Regions from separate parts of the Drosophila melanogaster genome. Here region 2 is linked to region 1. Evidence: chromatin contacts called from public Hi-C data. All regions are on one chromosome and are shown on one strand. The core of a region is the stretch at or near the end of the contact, and the rest is flanking DNA. Distances in the headings are between cores, read along the strand shown. Region 1 holds the start of amn (amnesiac). Region 2 holds the start of RhoGAP19D (Rho GTPase activating protein at 19D).

Region 1 (3,982 bases), core at 621-3,120:
CGTTTATATATTTTTATTGTACATCTATCACGTTGGTAAACAATAAAAATTACGCTTGTAAACCTAAACAAATTTGATTTGGAACGAAAATACTTGACAAACTGTATTAAAATTTTAATTAAAATTTAAACTACGTTTCGGTTATTCCATGAACTTCATTTCAAATCGAATTGAAATGTGTTTTTCCACTGCGGTTTTTCAACTGCAATTAGGGCTTTGAAAATTGATAATCAGAAACCACAGACCAAATTCATATGGATTAAATATGCAATGGAACAATATTAACAAGTGACCTAAAATAGATTCCGAAAAAGCCCATATTGTTTCCACCAGTTTTCCTTCTTAGATCACAGTTCCTATAAATAACTCTCTTAGCAAAGGAGTGCATGAATCAGTAGATATGAGTGAGTCGTAAATATTTTATAATATCACGAGGAGATAGTTGGCTAATCTTGAATGAGATCACTAAGAGATCCTTTATATTATTTTTTCACATAGGATGCCATATGTCATTTGCTTGATTCAGGATGTTCAGTACTTTTGATTCATTTAATTTCAAGTTTGACAATGATATGTATCATCTATTTACTTGATTAGCGATCAAATCTGTTTTCCATCTTGCGCAGCGGTTCCGTTTGATACTCTATACATATCCGATATCCTTTCATGAATGCCAATGTGTGTGCGTGATTAAATCCGCACCATGTGGACGCTCGGAACATTTGGTATATGTGCATACATACATATATATCTGCTTAGATCCTTGATCCCACATTGTTCGCGGTCCTTGTCTTCGTATTCTTCGGTTGACGCTAAGTACAACGCCAAAGTATCGTCCTTCTGTCGAGGACGCTGTTGTTGTTGCTGTTGTTGCTGTTGTTGCTGCAGCACACACCTTTGCACTTTAATTTCTGGCGTCTTGTTTAGCATCTGCGCCGGGTGTTATTTAAAAATAAAAGAGGAAGAAGAACGAGCCAGGATGAATGGTAGGGATGGGATGGTATGGAATGGTATGGGGAGGGACTCGAGAGAGCGGGTATATGTGAAGTCGACTGGCGACGGCGGCGGCGGCAGCAGCAGCGGTTTTAATGTCAATAAGACGCGGCGGCTATTGCCAGTCACTCACACCATCGATCGCCCCCTCTCGCTCGCACACTTATACACGGCCACACGGCGTGTGTGTGCACGCGGTCAGGACGTGCACACACACACTTGCGAAGCAACAGTGCCGTCCCATATCCTTCGGCTTGTTTATCCTTATTTTCTCTCAATTTCATGCTTCCTGCTCCCCTGCCGACTTGCCTCCACCTAAACCCTCTCTCTCTCTCTCCCTCTCTCACACTGAAAGAAAAGGAGCAGCCTTTTGAATCTGTAGTTCTTAATCCTTTTCATCTGCAACAGATGTCACTGCCTAACATTTTTATCTGCGCGTTTTATCTGGATCCTGTAAAAAGGAAGCTATGGTTATGCTTGCTGAAAGGTATTTTCGCCAGTGTACATACTTAGCCACCAATCGTCTCTGGCTCATTATTGTTATTACGTATACGGTAGTAAGGGTAGAAAAAGGAGTAAATATACAACTAAGGCGTTTTCGTATGCGATTTCCGAATCATCCGTTATTATTAATGGGTAAATAAAAATTCGTCTCTTAGTAGATGAGTATCTTAACGTATTGCATTGGGGAAATAACTAAAATAGTAGCGTATCTATTAAAGCACATAAAAACATTAATGAGCACTAAAGTAACCGTTAGTTATTTGACAATTTGCCTGCCTGAATGACCAAATCTGCCGTTGGTATTGTATTGTTTTTCCGAGTCCGAAAAGCTTGCAATCATGGCTTTTGCGCACTTAGGATGTGCGCACCCCTTCCGAAGACTTCCACACACACGCGGACGCACATCAGCTGGTTAATAACAATACACACACACACACACACACACACACCGATGTGTGGAACTTGTTCTGCCTGCCACGCAATTTCAAACGGCCTTGAACGGCATTTGATAGTTGCTTTCGTCGTCGGTTTTGGCACTGCCCTAGACCTGCATGCCATGCCAAGCCATGCCATCTATGGGAACCCAATCCATACCACATATCAGTACATGTACATATATGTACACACATACATACATACATATATATATATCGTATGCAGCCACTCGTGCAGCTGTTGTCAAAATAAGGGTTCGTACTGGACTATTTCAATTAGTCGCTCAGAAAAGGGGTATATTGTCTTTGGGAAAACGCGTGCAACAGGTAAAGGGGTGTGTTTGTGGCATTATAATAGACGAGTTTCTGATCAGTAGCAACAGCTTTGTAATATATATGAAATATATGTATGTATTATGTATGCTTCAATGCTTCACAATTGTTGGTGCATATGCAGTACAGGATATAATTGAGGTATGTGTACATACATATGTACATACGTACATAGAAAGGATGTTAAAGCTGATAGGTTCCTTTCATCCGTTCGATTGGACTTTTCTGCATATTAGACGATATGATCTATACACTTATGTATATTACTTAATAATTAAAAGGAGAGGACGGCACTACGTTTAACTTGAACACAGGTGCACAACATACAGACGTTCATATATCCATATGTATATATGTGTACGTACCATGGATTTTGTCCAAAATTTGCATTTTGCAGCTGCACAACAACAGTTGAAAGCGATTCAAGTCAAGTCCGAGTCAAGTCGAGTCGAATGAAATTGATTCGATTGGCAACTCATAAATAAACATGAGCTGGGGAGATCGTTAAACGAACATGCTTGCTGCACCGCCCCTCTCCGTCCCACAAAAGATTCGCATTCTCCTAAAACCCATACAATCTATACAAACCATAAAGAATCGACCTAACTGTGGCAATATTGTAAATGCAATTAACTGTAGTTCTCTGCCGCCGCGCTGCGCAATTGAATGTCGGCCATTGGATAATCGAGGGGTTTGGGGAACTGGGACCACCATATAGGGGCAGTTAGCACGCGTCAACTCTATATAGCTATAAAACACGGCAAAGATACAAATACGGCAGTATTATCTATTCGAATCTTACTATTGGGATTCAGCGGGATACCAGAAGAAAGCATTGCTTTTGCAATCAAAAATCACCAAAAGTATAAAAATACTATCATAACTAGCCATGCGGATCTTACAAATCCAACGCTTGAACCATTGACCATTATTTTCTTACGTCGGATAAATTTGTTTTCAAAAAAAAAAAAAAAAAAGACTTCGTACCATCTTGTTTTAATATGTGACAGGAAGTTTGGTTTTAAATGTGCGGATTAGATTAGATACACGGTCATATCCCTTATCTATTTCACTTGAATTATTGTAATAAGTTATCTGTTGATATACTCGGAATTTCACTTAAGATGTGAACTTTACGTTGTGTTCTTTTACAATCGATCGAACGATCATAGATGAAATGTGATGATTAGCGGGCCCATAAAAGCGTTCTTTCTGAAGAAACTGCTCAAACTCGATCCATTTGCTTTGCCTAGAATGTTTTAAACAAATAACTGACTATGCGGCTAGGAGATCAAAACGAGTTTTTAGGTTAGTAAGCATTCAGAAATACTATCGCAGCAATCGCTCCATGGGCTTTGACTTTATGGGCTTTGAGCGAGTGAATAAATAAGTTCCGTTTGTTTTATATATATATAAATATTTTTTTTTTTTGCATTGCGGATCACTTTGATTAATTTATTCTATGGAAATTTCTTTCGATCATTTTTGCGATTAGTCTTCGCATTCTTCTCCCTCGTCTTCTGGTCTTCTGGTAGCGCCTACTCGTCTTCTACAACGCCCACACTAACTATGTATTTCCCCCCGATTTTCGTCTGGCTTTCGTTATCGTCACTCCATGGAGCTGTGGTGCTTTATATGCGGCTCCGGCTGGTTGTGTGACCTTCGCATAGCAAAGCGTCGCCATCGCCATCGCCATCGTCATCGTCATCGTCGTCAGT
Region 2 (3,982 bases), core at 401-2,900, 620 kb after region 1:
TTTTATTCGCCTAATTTCTTGCGTTGTCTCTGTGAATTCTGCAGAAGAATTCTCCGCAGAGAGGAAATGAGAGAAAGAGGTCCAGTAGAAGAGAGAAGGGAGTCTGGTGGTACGTAAACAAAAAAAAAACCTAAAAAGCAGGAAGACAACTTTCGCTGCTGGCATACAACGGAAAATGGAAGACGTGAAAGATGGGAACAGAGCAAGAGAGCAATAAAGAGAGTGCACAAAATGGGCCGAAAAGTGCCGATTCTTCAATTGTTATACTGTTTAGATTTACACAACATTTTTATAAAATAAACAAAAAGCCTATGATACTTACCAAAAACCAGGAAGATTTTCTTCTCCCTTTCTGACGATTTTCTTTTAAACTTTTTTGTTGCTTCCTTTTTGTATATTTATGATTTCGTTTTAATTTTGCAAACTAGAAAAAACACAACAAAAACGGTGTGGAGCTGATAAGGCGATTTATTGTTTGTTTATTTAAGGACATTCCTCAATTCTTTCCCATTCTTTCCTCTCTTTTCTTTTCCTTCTTCTTCTTATCAATGAAATGTGAGTCAGTGGCAGCCAAAAAATCAGCAGTAACGGTCAAAATAATAGCACTTCAAAGGGCATTCTACCGTTAACTACCGATAACTCAAGAAAAGTAGAAAGGAGTGCACTCTTTTACTTTCGTGACATAAGATTGATTATTTTACTTTAAAGATACTAAAATGTTTGTTATTTTTAACAAATTTTAATTGTCAGTAAACGCGATGCTATTGATACTATTATCGTAACCGTAACTGTGTTTTTATGTTTTTTCTTGTGGACTTTTTTGTTTTGCTTTATTTTTTGGGTTCTACATGCTGCCGACGCCGCAGTTGGCGTCGCTGCTGGCAGTTTCCTCATGTGGCGCGCACACACGCACATACCGCACACAAAAACACACTCACACACACCTACACGACTTCATTTCTTTTTCATTTCTTTTCCTTCCTTTCGTAATTGCTCCGCTTTTTTGCTTCTTCTTTAAGGTTGCAGAGTGCGGGAAAGAGAAAGGAAGAAAAAGAAACAGCGCGACAATTTTCATTTGGGCCTGTGCAAAAAAACCACAAATACAGAGTAAAAATCTTTATTTCATGCACGTTGCATTTTGCACTCCAATTGTTGTTGCCGCTTCAGCTTCTGCTTCTTCTTCGCCATTTGACTGTTGCTTTCTTTCGTTGCTTCTGTTGTTGTGGTTGTTGTTTTTGGCGTCGTCGGCGGCGGCGAGCAATAAACTAATTACTTTAACTAGCGAACAACCAAAATGTTTGCCGAATTCGTTGTGTGTTTTTCTTCGCCTTGCATCGATCCTTGTATTTTTTGGAACGCCTTGCACACATTCATCGCTTGCTTTTTACTTTTTTATTACACTTTTCGCCTTTTTCTTTTCACAAAAAAAAAATTTGACGCCACACGTTTGTTGTTGTGGTTGCGCCAGCACTTACGCTGCTTTAATTACTAATGATTCACAATACAATCAAGCGATCGCGCGCGCACCGTCTGCACTTTCGGCCAAATTACAATTAATTAGTTGTGTATTTTACTCTACTTCTTGTTTTACTTGCTCCGCTTTCCACTCGATTTCGTCCGATGTGATTTTCGAGTGACCAGACCAGTCGAGTAGAGGTGGAATACGGCCGATGCCACGCAGGCTATCGATGTTTTCATGCCTGGACGTATGTCGATACTTTGCAGCAGCTTATCGGCTTATGCTGCGATATCACCACTGGACGAAACTTTGGCCATTAGTTAACACTGGAGACTATAGATATTGTGAGAAAAAAAATTAAATACAATTTTTTTACCTGCTAGCCTGCACTTTATTCTGAAATATTTGCAGTGAATAGATACAGCACGCTGAATAAATGTTGGTCCAAGAATGGAACGCGTATTTTTAAGAGTGTATTTGAACTCACCCACACTAATATCATAGTGTATTAATTTAAATATATATTTATATAATATATAATACTTAATTAGATATCTTTTCTCGTATCAAAATTATTTGCGGATCCGAAAAACATTTTCTAACAAGAAACAACTGCCTAACGTGAAATACTTCAATGTCTCTGATAAGATTGACTTTTTTAAAGAAATTAATTAATTATTCTTTTAGTATTAATATTTCTGCCTAAAGTTAACGTAAGCTATCTTACTAAGCTAAACTAAGTAACTAACATAGACTTATTTTGGTGCAAATTTAACAATTTCATTTTTAAATGCTACCATATCAATGTTAAAGGGGAAATTCGCGAGCTTTTGACTTCAAAAGCTAGCATTCTCTTATAAAAACCTTTTAAATTGCATACTCACCCGTCTCCCAATTAAAAGCACCCAGGAATACGGGTATATATATGAAATTTGAAAATATAATTTTAAACGATCGCGCTCCGCAATCGATAGCTAAATGCGCATCACTAGCGGTGCTAGCCGACTTGGCAGTTCAAACGTCAAGAGAAGAAACGTCAAAAACGCGAAAAGTAAAAAGTCGCAAGAGGGAAAAGAAGCAAAGAGGTAGCAACAAGCAAAGAAATCGCACGCGAAACTTTTTTCTCTGCCAGTGTTTAGCAATAATTTAGCTAATTTCGTGCGTATATTTGTCGTAGAACGGTTCATAGTTCGCCAAATAACGGTTTGTAGACAGCTGGCCGCGAGTGTAAACAGAACGTGCTGCCCTCTCGCTCGCACTCGCACTCGCGCACCAGAAGCTCGGTCATCTCAAGAATTTCTTATCAGACGGATTCCCCAACCTTGGGACCACATAGGTTAACATATATATAGGTTAATAGCCCGCTCTAATCTTTGGTCCGTTCCGAGAGAGTACAGCGAACAGCATGGCAGCGACGCCAGCGCCAGCAGTGACGCCGGCAGCGACAGCAACGTCGGCTGCGGCCAAAATTCCTGTGAATCCCGTGTCCCCCGAGGAGGAGACCCTTCTGCGGGGCCTCAACAAGCTGCGCAACGAGGAGAAACTCACGGACGTCACTCTGATCGTCGAGGAGCACCGATTCAAGGTAGGACCCCACCCACACCATTATAGATCCGAGCAATAGCTACATGGAACAGCCCCATCTGTGGATCTGCTTCAGAGATCGTGCCACATCTGTGGGATCAGCTGAGCTACGAGCGGTTACGTCTAGCCTCATGGACACGGCACATCGGCGAAGGCGGATGAAGTTGGGTTGCACAAGTTTGGCTCCCAGAGTGCGCATAGCAAGTATGCATAGATTATCTTTCAGAGCAACTTGGTTGTGATTAGGCTAGGTTAGTTACGACAATACCTTCAATGGCCTGCGCATAGGACAAATAGAAATCGCACTAAACCGGATTGCTCGCATCCTAAACTCGGCGGTTTGGCAGTTTGGCTAGTTGGCCAGTTGGCCATTTGGCCATTTTGCGAGCTCGTGTTAATTATATATCGGAAACCACGAAAGCATAAGGTGACTAGTTATAGGGTTAGAGTGGCAAGTGGTAGGCGAATCGATAATCGTGGCCAGCAAAAAAGCTCATCTTTACTTTCTCTTGCTAATAATACAAATACGAAAACAAATTCGCGACACAAATTGATGTGTTTCGGCCGATGACGCATTTTCATCGCGCTACCTATGAATATTTAGGGATTCCCGGAATCAGACTCATATATTCAGATACATACATAAATCCAGAAAATTCATAGAAATGTTTTATGATACAGATTTTCAGAAATCTGATTTCAAATGTTTTCAAAAATAACATGGGGAATATCAGCGTTTTTCGTTACACTTATTACACTTATAGTAACATTTTTCCCCAAGTAATCGAACGAAATACGTAATCCCAACTTTGCAGGCTCACCGCGTCGTCCTGGCAGCCAGCAGTGACTACTTTTGCGCCATGTTCGCCGACTGTGCCATGATTGAGTCGCGTAAGGACGAGATAAATCTCTACGGTATTAAAGCCAGGGCCATGGGCT

What was found. A called contact is a pair of places that touch in the nucleus more often than the background predicts.
Region 2: a contact with region 1 is called in a Hi-C map of the Kc167 cell line, with 2.1 times the contacts expected there. The contact joins the promoter of RhoGAP19D here to the promoter of amn in region 1. A contact is called at or near these places in 1 of 107 Hi-C or Micro-C datasets (the Kc167 cell line) and 1 of 6 datasets of contacts at active chromatin or transcription factors (the Kc167 cell line).

Annotation. Positions count from the first base shown.
Region 1 is chrX:19,888,190-19,892,171 of dm6, forward strand. amn (amnesiac) reads right to left here and starts at 1,871. Exons shown (of 1, transcript NM_078692.2): 1 at 1-1,871. The region is part of intron 4 of Hers (Histone gene-specific Epigenetic Repressor in late S phase); the gene reads left to right.
Region 2 is chrX:20,509,044-20,513,025 of dm6, forward strand. It overlaps RhoGAP19D (Rho GTPase activating protein at 19D), which reads right to left and starts at 1,651. Exons shown (of 15, transcript NM_001298567.1): 1 at 1,476-1,651; 2 at 323-424. CG1812 reads left to right here and starts at 2,501. Exons shown (of 4, transcript NM_134553.3): 1 at 2,501-3,044; 2 at 3,859-3,982. The coding sequence starts at 2,865.